Regions from separate parts of the Mus musculus genome. Here regions 1 and 3 are each linked to region 2. Evidence: chromatin contacts called from public HiChIP or PLAC-seq and promoter capture Hi-C data. All regions are on one chromosome and are shown on one strand. The core of a region is the stretch at or near the end of the contact, and the rest is flanking DNA. Distances in the headings are between cores, read along the strand shown.

What was found. HiChIP or PLAC-seq counts read pairs in DNA pulled down with a chosen protein or histone mark. Capture Hi-C pulls out chosen DNA fragments and counts their contacts.
Region 1: a contact with region 2 is called in a promoter capture Hi-C map of liver. The contact joins the promoter of Slfn8 here to the promoter of AA465934 in region 2. A contact is called at or near these places in 1 of 39 promoter capture datasets (the C10 cell line), 3 of 115 datasets of contacts at active chromatin or transcription factors (bone marrow-derived macrophages, memory CD8 T cells and microglia) and 2 of 9 other capture datasets (adipose tissue and liver).
Region 3: a FOXA1 HiChIP or PLAC-seq map of pancreatic cancer cells shows a contact between it and region 2. The contact joins the promoter of Ccl9 here to the promoter of AA465934 in region 2. A contact is called at or near these places in 2 of 115 datasets of contacts at active chromatin or transcription factors (bone marrow-derived dendritic cells and pancreatic cancer cells) and 1 of 9 other capture datasets (adipose tissue).

What each region holds. Positions count from the first base shown.
Region 1 is chr11:83,019,462-83,022,539 of GRCm38.p6, forward strand. Slfn8 (schlafen 8) reads right to left here and starts at 1,349. Exons shown (of 6, transcript NM_181545.4): 1 at 1,116-1,349; 2 at 452-567.
Region 2 is chr11:83,290,217-83,293,255 of GRCm38.p6, forward strand. AA465934 (expressed sequence AA465934) reads left to right here and starts at 1,483. Exons shown (of 3, transcript NR_028363.2): 1 at 1,483-1,617; 2 at 1,758-1,881.
Region 3 is chr11:83,576,744-83,579,995 of GRCm38.p6, forward strand. Ccl9 (chemokine (C-C motif) ligand 9) reads right to left here and starts at 1,893. Exons shown (of 4, transcript NM_011338.2): 1 at 1,646-1,893. The coding sequence starts at 1,721.

The DNA of each region.
Region 1 (3,078 bases), core at 99-2,598, 270 kb before region 2:
GAAACAGGCTTTAGAAGGTGTGCTATTTGAGAAACTGAAATCCCAGGGTCTTAGGCTCTTTTCCATAGCTTCTGGATTATAAACCCTGGGTGAGATAGTAGCTATTCTATTTCTGCCTCTTGGCTCATTGCTCAGTTAAAGACAGTATCTTAGAGAGAGGGGTCGCTCAGTGGCATCTGCAGAATCCCTTTCAACATTGTCATTTCAAAGCTGAACCTTGGGCCTAAAGCTTGTACTCTAACTTGCACCTACTAAGAGTAACAGGCTCTACCAGCTCAGAGACTGCCTGTTGAGATTGCCAGCCAGAGCAAGCCAGAGTGACAGAGACAGCCTCCCTCCCCCATCCCTTCACCCATCTGGGTCCCCCTTCTCCTGTGCTGGGCTGGTCAGTCTCTCACCCACTGGAATCATCCCCTTTCACTCCCAGGCCCCTCCAGTCCTCAGCACCTACTTTTAAAGGAACGCGTCGCCAAGTCTGAGAAAATATCCGGGTCTTCAGACAGGAGAGACACAGTGGTGCCACCCTGGCTTCTGGGCTGCTCAGGTCCCAGTTCTGGTGTGCTGGACCTCAGGGAAGGTGGAGGGGAGCTGAGGGTCTCACCAGGTCCTGGTTGCTCCGGATCCCAGAGCGCAGAGCGCGCGGAGGTGGCGCGGAATTCCAGCCTTTCCTTTTCACTGCCTGACTCTCCACCCACCCTCTCCCGCCCGTGGGCAGAGACCAATAGGAAGCCTTCTAAATACTGGAAAGCTTGAAACTCAGAAACTAAACTTCAATAATTGTGAACCTGAGCTATATTGGGCGTTCGGATTGTTCTTGGTGTTTTTAGTTTCTTTTGGTCTCTGCTTTCTCCCCACTTCCTCTTTCCTCCTTGCTCGTCCTAAATGCTAGTGTTCCCTCATGGACCTATCTGTCTGCATCTATATACCGACTAATCAATCTGTTTATGGGATCTTTTCATACAAATTACACAAGACAGGATAAAATTTTTTCAAAAGGAGATAAGCTCTTCTCCAGCCCCTTCCCTCTGGAGCTCTTCTCCAGCCCCTTCCCTCTGGAGCCGGGCCTCCCATCTTTCCCTGGCTCCCTTGAAGGTCACACCTGGACCCTCACTCACCACTTCCAGTGGAGTTCTCTTGATCCCTGTTCCCTGGCCACCTTGGAAAGCAGAATTTGGAAACAGACAGGAATGTAAGTCTCCCTTTCTTTCCAGAAGCCAGCCTCCTGACAAGATCCTTCTGGTCTGTGGCCGGGTAGTGTTCCACTTGTGGACTAGTCACCTGCCTGTGAAGTCCAGAAAAGCAGCCCTGGTTCTACTGTGAGTTTGGCTAGCAGTGGTAACAGCGAACTGGCTCAGTTCTTCTTGTGGTTGCGTTACTTGCTTTTGGGGAAAACGAAACTGCTCAAATTTTCTGGCCAGCTGCAGGCATGCTGCCAGATTGAGCTCACTTCTGGTTTTGAAGGATCTGACTGTCTTGCTGTGTTTCCAGCTAAGCCCCCATTCTTAGCTATTCGTGGGCCTCCTCACTGTAGCAAGGACTTATAGCCTTCTCAGCCTGAAGGGGTTCCCTGCTGTGGAAAGGACAATCAAAGAAAACATAATATTTCATATAGTGGGATTTTTTTAGGGTTAAGCAAATGTATAAGAACTCTACCGAACAGTGTTAGAACGGTGGCATAGCTAGAAGAGGAAACACGAAGCGTTCACTCACTGGAAACTGAGCTTAGGTAAGAAAGGAGCAGGTTATATCTGTGAAAGCTTACATCTGAACTTATGATCCTTTATCGTGAAGTCTGTAAGAAGTCTGGCAGTCTTACCTAGTTAAATAATGTACTAATGAGCACACACAGTGGTGGATTCCCTTAGGGTAAGGAGCTACGTCTGTTTTCTAGCTGTCAAGCTACAGTTACCTTAGCTATCAATGGAGTCAGAAATCTGAAAATAAAGTATAATCTAGGAGTCATGTATTAATTAAAATGACAGAGTTTCATGTACGGTTCACTACATAAACAGCTCCCAGGTACTTGAGGTCTCCATGGCATCTTGGGCAGAGTCAGTCTAGATTTCAAGGCCAAAAGACAAAAACCTTTTTTTCTGTGGAGTTAGATATGTGTGAAATGAGAAATGACCCACCTTGGCTTAGGCAATATGAGGCATTTGACTCTCAGGGTATCCTGTTTGTCCACAGTGTAAACCAAGCCGTAGCAGCAGCCAAGACTAGTAGACTCTTGTGTCCTTTTTTCCTTGGAGAACATAAAAGATAACTCTCAGGCTTTGGGAGTCTCTGTCTGTCATGAGCTTAAAAATTAATACATTTAGCAGATTTCTGACAAGTTTGACAGTAGTCTCTATTGAGCATATCTGAGTTAGACGACCTGTGATTGCTTAATTACTTGTTTGAGAATGTACTAGCAAATAGGGTACACTATAACTTAATGGCAGTTAAGAAATAAGGGTAAACATATATTTATAAAAGACAGTGATCTTTAACCTCATATTGTTTACAAATCATTATTTACTAAGGCAGGATAGAACAAAAACCTTATCTTGTTAAGTGACTTTGACAGGTTGTATCAGTAGATAAAAACACATGAAGAGATACACACCCAAAGAGACAAATGACAGAGTTTTGTCTAGTGTACACATGGCTTCGAGTTGATGTGGACCAGAATGGAAAGAAATCAGAGGGCTGACAGCAGTGGCTTGAGGGCGTGGTGGGGCCAGGGGCGAGGGGAGGTCAGAAAGCAAGTGTGTTAGGGCAGCTTCAGGCCAGTGCCACAAGTGCCACGTGTGGGTGCTCAGGCTGTGCAAACAGGCCAAATGAATAGGGAAACAGAGGAGCCCCAGCTCTAGGCTGCAGACTATGGGCAAGCAGAGCTGATTCCCCAGGAAAAAAACTGAGAATGAAATGGAGAGCATCAGACTTAGGAGCTGGGGAGAGGCTCTAGGGATTGGCATTGTAGGAAATAATGTAAAGAGAGTAGATGGCTCTTTATAGGCGCAATCCCACTCCTGATCAGCACGGGAGATTTGACTTGCTCCATTTCCAACCCCGGCTGGTTCACAGAGTGGGAGACAG
Region 2 (3,039 bases), core at 233-2,732:
AAGTGTAAGCTGAATAAACTCTTTTCTCCCCAACTGCTTCTTGGTCATGATGTTTGTGCGGGAATAGAAACCCTGACTAAGACAGATGGTCTAGTATAGGCAACACTTTGTTACTTCCTATGCTCCCTTTTATTTCTTTGAGACCCTTTGCCAATCCCCTATTGATCATCACAATCCTTGTTTGTCACCTCTCCATTTCCACTGTCATTATCACTTAACTCTTCTTAGCTCTTGAAATCAGTTTCGGAGTGTTTACACTGTCTCACTCTGAACATGCGTGTACACTGTTTCCTTAAATATTACTCTGATCACTTCATTACTTGGCCTCTGAAATATTCAGTCTCCCTCTACTCTTCAAGTTTGCATCCAACTGGTTTGTGCTCTTAGCAAAGTCTCAGCCTGTCTTCCTAATCTCCTATCACTAACACAGGAGTCCTTAAACTTTGCAGTGACTCAGAATTGTTCCTGGAGTGCTTGAAGTATTCTATTGGGTCAGTTATGGGTCACAATCAATTTGGAGTTTTTACTATTACTTTTTTACACTGGACGACGGACGATTAACAGGTCTTTGCTTGTTTCTAGAGTTCACGGAATTTTGAGAAGCACCCCAACAATGATTTTTAGCTTTGCCAACATTTGGAAAACTAGATTTTTCAGCTAACTCATCTTGAGTTTAATAATTTTCTTGATCTTTCTGTCTCTCTATACTTCTGACTATCCTGGAGCTCCCTATTAGATCAAGGTGGTCTCAAACTAAGATATGCTTCTGCCTCCTCCTAAGTACTGGGTTTAAAGGCGTGCATCACCACGCCAGGGGGGAATCAGGAGATCTTAAGGCTCTTCAGGACCTAAATGAAATGTCTCTTCTCCCAGGAGATCGTCCGTGCTGGCCTTGGCAATTTGATATTTAGCTGCACTTTTCTCAGGGCATCTTTAATTATTTAGAATGCCCAATACCAGGGTTTGATTACCAGCACTCACATGGCAGCTCACAACCATCTGTAACTCCAGTTCCAGAAGATCTGATACCTGTTTCTGATCTCTGCGGGCTCTGTGTTGGCATAGTGCACAGACACGAATGCAGGCAAAACACACATGTATAATCACAAATAGATCATTTTTAAAATCTGTTTTTTTTTTAAAAAGTGTTCAAGATAGGAGTCTCTCTCTTCTCCCCATTCTCCATCGAAGCAATGGTAAAATCACTACGCCTAACAGTCGCCCGGAGTCCCGTGAGTAGAGAATTGTGTAAGAAGAAAACCAGCGTCGCTTTCTGAGCAAAAACCACAGGCCTAAGTCGCGAGACACAGACCCAGACGCCTAGAAAGCCCGGGGAAGCAGCCTCCACCTTTAGGTCAGCTCCACCCCTTGCTTTCACTTCACCTTTCGATTGGCTGCTCTTCATGCAGGCACCGCCTTATAGTTGTCACGTGAAGCTCTGGCTGCCGTGGGATTGGCTTACTGACGCGCGCGGGGCTGTGGGATGCAGGCCCGAAGAGGCGGAGGGGAGAGGACGCGGGAAGCCAGTGTGCCCCGGACGCAGTGTCCTAGCGCTCATCGGGTCATCCTCTGCAGCCCAGATTGTCCCTGTCCAAGACTGCGGAATGAAGAATCCAGGTTGGGAGCCGATTGAAGCCCCGACTCCGTCCTCAGTCCTCTTTCCCTACCAAGGATGGCTTCAGGCTCCCGAAGTTGGCGGGTTTGGACTTTTATCTTTTTTTTTTTTTTTTTTTTTTTTTTTTTTTTTTTGCTTTGAGAACCTGTGTGTAAGTCCTCTCTGGTCAGCAAAGGAATCTGTGCAGAGCGCCATGAATTAGAGGATGGGGGAATGAGTGCTTGAAGATGCCCGAGGTATGGTCCTTATCCGTGTGACATTTGGAGGTAAGATGGCGTTATAAATTGTGCTCATGCATTTCTAATTAAAAGCCATGGGATTAGGCTTACCAAGGTCACTTAATTGAACCCTTTTGTTCCAGGCTGTTAACACGCTTCCCCAGTTCTTTAGGAACTCAGTGAGATGGGGCTGGTGGGAGAGATGGGGGAAAACTCGTGAACTGGCGCATAGTTGGCACACCAGTTGCCATGAGATGAGTGCTGTGAGGCAGAGAACTAGGTACCTGCTGGCATGGCAGGAACTTGGAATCAGGTACCACCATGTCTGTCTGGATCTTTAAGCGGAATCGGTTTCACAAACTTTGCTTCTGTAATTCAAAGGGCAGAGCCTTCCTTTGGGATTAATCGAGATAAGGTTTCCTGTGTAAAGTGGCAGCAGTATGGAGAGGCAGAGCTGACAGCAGGAAGGGTTTCTCTGGGGCAGGGGAACACAAGCTCTAATAGTAGATTTGAGAACTTTAATAGTCTAGGTTGGGTAGTCTGTAAGATTCGTTAGGATTATGTTATTAACTAGTTAAGGGGTAAATGGGTTATTTTGGGGTTTTTATTTTGTTGTTTTTAAAAGATTTATTTATTTCATGTATATGGGTACACTGTCGCTGTCTTCAGACATGCTAGAGGAGGCCCATTACAGATGGTTGTGAGCCACCATGTGGTTGCTAGGAATTGAACTCAGAACCCCTGGAAGAGCAGTCAGTGCTCTTAACCACTGAGCCATCTCTCCAGCCCCTTTATTTTGTTTTAAAGACAGAGTCTGTATAGCTAGCCCACCATGGCCTCAAACTCAGGATTCTTCTGCCCCAGCCTCCCAAAGCAGTAGGATTACAGGTGTAACCACCACTGCCCCTGGCTTGATTTTTGTTGTTTTGGAGGTTGTTTGGTTGTGGTGATGGTCTTTCTGGGAATTGACCTAAGGCCTCATTCATTGTTTTGAAATCCCTTGAATACCACAGTAGTTTGTATATTATTTCCTGGACCATGGGGAGAAAGTGGATGCTTTAGTGACTGAATTACACTTTTATAGGTTTAAAGTCAGCATATATATGTGCTGGAATCCAGGGAAAACAGAGGCAGAAGACCCACTGAATCACAGTGTTGTGAAACAGATGAGCTTTAAATCAGTTATTGACCCTATGCAAGAGCAGC
Region 3 (3,252 bases), core at 643-3,142, 290 kb after region 2:
AAATGCCTGATTAAAGGACACACTGAAGAAAAAACCATCAGGGATGTTGAGTGACATCCAGCAATGTATCACTTTTTAAAATCCATAATAATCCTTTATCCCAAATATATCGAAGCCCAAAGATTGTTGCTAAAGGATTGGGAATTTGCATTGTGCTAAGACAAGACTACTAATCCCTTATATCATGTCTTCAATGGTTGCATATGAATTATCTGTAGTAGGGTGCACGGCTATTATTTAACAAGTTTGATGTGGTGTGGGTGGCTTCCAAAGTAAATCTTAAGAAGCAGTGCCTGTTCTTGAACGCATGATTACTAATCTGCCTCTTAGTCTTACCCATCACTACTCATGCGGTCTTACATTATTGAAGGCTGTTCCAATTCTCTGTTTCAGTTATCTGGTTTGAAAAGTGAGCAGGGCAATAATATATACAAGGCTTGCTTGTCTTCTAACTTCTTCTTTTTCTACAAGAATGATGCATTTCCATTTGTCCCACCCCTCAGGGATGCCAGAGGAAGAATGAATCAACATCTGGACAGTTGAGCAATAGCTAACTCTACTAACTGTATTTTGTTTTCTGCATATTATGGTATTCTGGCATACTTAAAATCCTGACCACAGGGAGGGGCTAACTGCTTCTTAACCAACTCTCACTGAGCCCAGCACCCAACCTTTATCATTCTCAAACACCATGTTGGTATTTCCCTTGCCCTAACTCTTCCTAAAGCTAGATCCTTAAAGACCATCCATATATACAAAGTCTGCTCGACTTCTTCAGTCTAGGAAATCTTAACTGAACCCTGCATTGTGCCCTTCCTCTTTTCCAGTATCTCCAATAAAGAATCTGACACAAGTTTCTCTATTTCATTACTTATGCCTCCTGGCCTAACTCCAATATTCTCCTTGGCTCTGTGAGACATGATGTATCTCTCCTCCTTAGAAAAGTTGAGGAATACATTCTTTTATTTCACAGGACCTCTCTGTGTTGAGCCCTGGTCACCTCCATAAACTAAAATATCATAGCTTCAGATGAAATGGTGACCTTGGATGAGCCATTGGCCTGACTGGTCCCAATGCCTTAAAAATGATGGTTCTATACTAGCTGACATCTAATAACTCTAGCATCACAGAGTTTTATATTCATTTCTACAAATGTATGCTTTAATTATAGTTATTTCGATCTAACTACAATGTCAGCTAGGATTGGCTAGGAAAAGTTATCAAATAATTCTAGCTATGAAAAAGGAAAACATTTGCTTCTCCAAATGGAAGCAAGCCATTTGTGTACCAGCTTCCAGACCAGACCCTTCCTAATGCTGCAGCCTTTTAATACAGTTCCTCATGTCGTGGTGATCCCCAACCATAAAGTTATTTCATTACTACTTTATAACCGTAATTTTGTTACTGCTATGAATCATAATGTAAATATCTATGTTTTCTGATGGTCTTAGGCAAGCCCTGTGAAGAGGTTGTTTGACTTCCAAAAAGGGTGGCAACCGGTAGTTGAGAACCACTGATCCAGGGGCTATAGCCAGAGGCAGGTCTGTACTAAGTAAATTCCATTGCTCTGTCTGGGATGGAAATTATTAAATGCTGCCCCTTCTGGAACTCCCCCCAAATTTTCAGTTACCACCACAGGACTCACCATGTGTGATCTGGGCCCAGATTCCAAGAGCAGTTGTAAGAATGAGGAAGGAGAGGGCAGTATGAAAAGGCTTCATCTTCTTAGTGGGCAGACCCAGCTGGCCTTCAGACTGCTTGCTGTTCCTGGCCCGGTCTTGCTATTTATACATGTAAGAGGATCAGGAAGTCCCTGGGGTACAGCTCATAATGCCCTCCTTTGACTACATAACACCCAACATGCTAGTTCTAAGAGAGGGAACAGTGTGCAGTGGGAAGTGGAGGGCAAAGGTGACTTGGGGCTTTCCAAAGTTCAAATTGATTCAGAGAGAGTAAATATTTCCAGAAGGATTTCTCCTTTTATAAAATTCATTCACTCCTTTAGCTCTGGCCACAGGGTGGGAGTGAGGGATCCTTCTAGACCCCTGATGAGAGGTTAGCTTGGAGGACGCTGGCTTATGCTCATTGACAGCTGACCGACAGATATAGATTATAAAAGTAAACTTATATGTCTTGCCAGAGATATATAAAATTGTTGTCAACTCCTTCTTTAATTATTTTTCTTTAATTTTTAAAGATTTATTTTATATCCATGTTTTGCCTGCATGTGTGTATGTCTACCACATACATGCAGTGCTGTGCAGGTCAGAAGAGGGTGTTAAATTCCCTGGTACTAGAGTTACAGATGGTTGTGAGCCATCATGTGGATGCTGAGAACTGAAGCCAGCAAGTGTCCTTAACCGCTGAGCCAACTCTCCAGCCCCTTTAGATATTTTTAATATACTTTAACATCAGAGGAAAAAAAATCTTTAGAACGTCTGTCAGAAGAAACATCTAAGGCTGGTTGGGGTGGTGTTCACCACTTGGTGTCAGCACTTGGGAGCCAGAGGCAGGTGTGTGTGTGTGTTTGAGGCCAGTCTGGTCTACACACTCAGTTATCCAATCTCCGTGAGTTTGTGAATGTTTGCTGTTCATTTGTGGTTTTAGTCTGATGTGGTCAAATAGAATAGGAAGAGAGGGCTAAAGAGCCAGCTCACTGGTTTAGAGCACTTGTTGCTTTTTCAGAGGACCCAGGTTCAGTCTTCGTGAGTTTCATTAGCCTCTTTCTATCAAGGGAGGATCCCCTTTCTCCTTGAGTTATGAAGGAGCCCTTTGCTGGCAATACTGTCCTGGGCTGGAGGTTCATGTCTTCCAAAGCTTGAGGAACGCCTCTCCAAGCTCTCTGTTACGCTGATGGACATCTCCTGACACATGACTTAGTGGTTCTCTCTTGATGCTTTTTACACATTTTCTTTGTTTTGAATACTTAGTACTATAACTTTAATTATAATATGACAAGAAGAAGTTCTTTTTGGGTCTTGTCTCTTTGGTGTTCTAAATGACTTCTCTATTTGATTAGATGTTTCTTTGCCTAATTTAGGAAATTTTTTTTGGCTATGATTTCACTGGAAATGTTTTCTGTGCATTTGGAAAGAACTTCACTCTTTTATATCTGTGATTATTAGACTTTATCTTCTCCTCATGTATTAAATAGCCCAAAGTCCAACTCATGCCTTTTCATTAATTCATCTTTTTCCTTGACACTTTCTGCTCCCAGTGCCTTGTCTTCAAGCTCAGATATGCTGTCCTTTT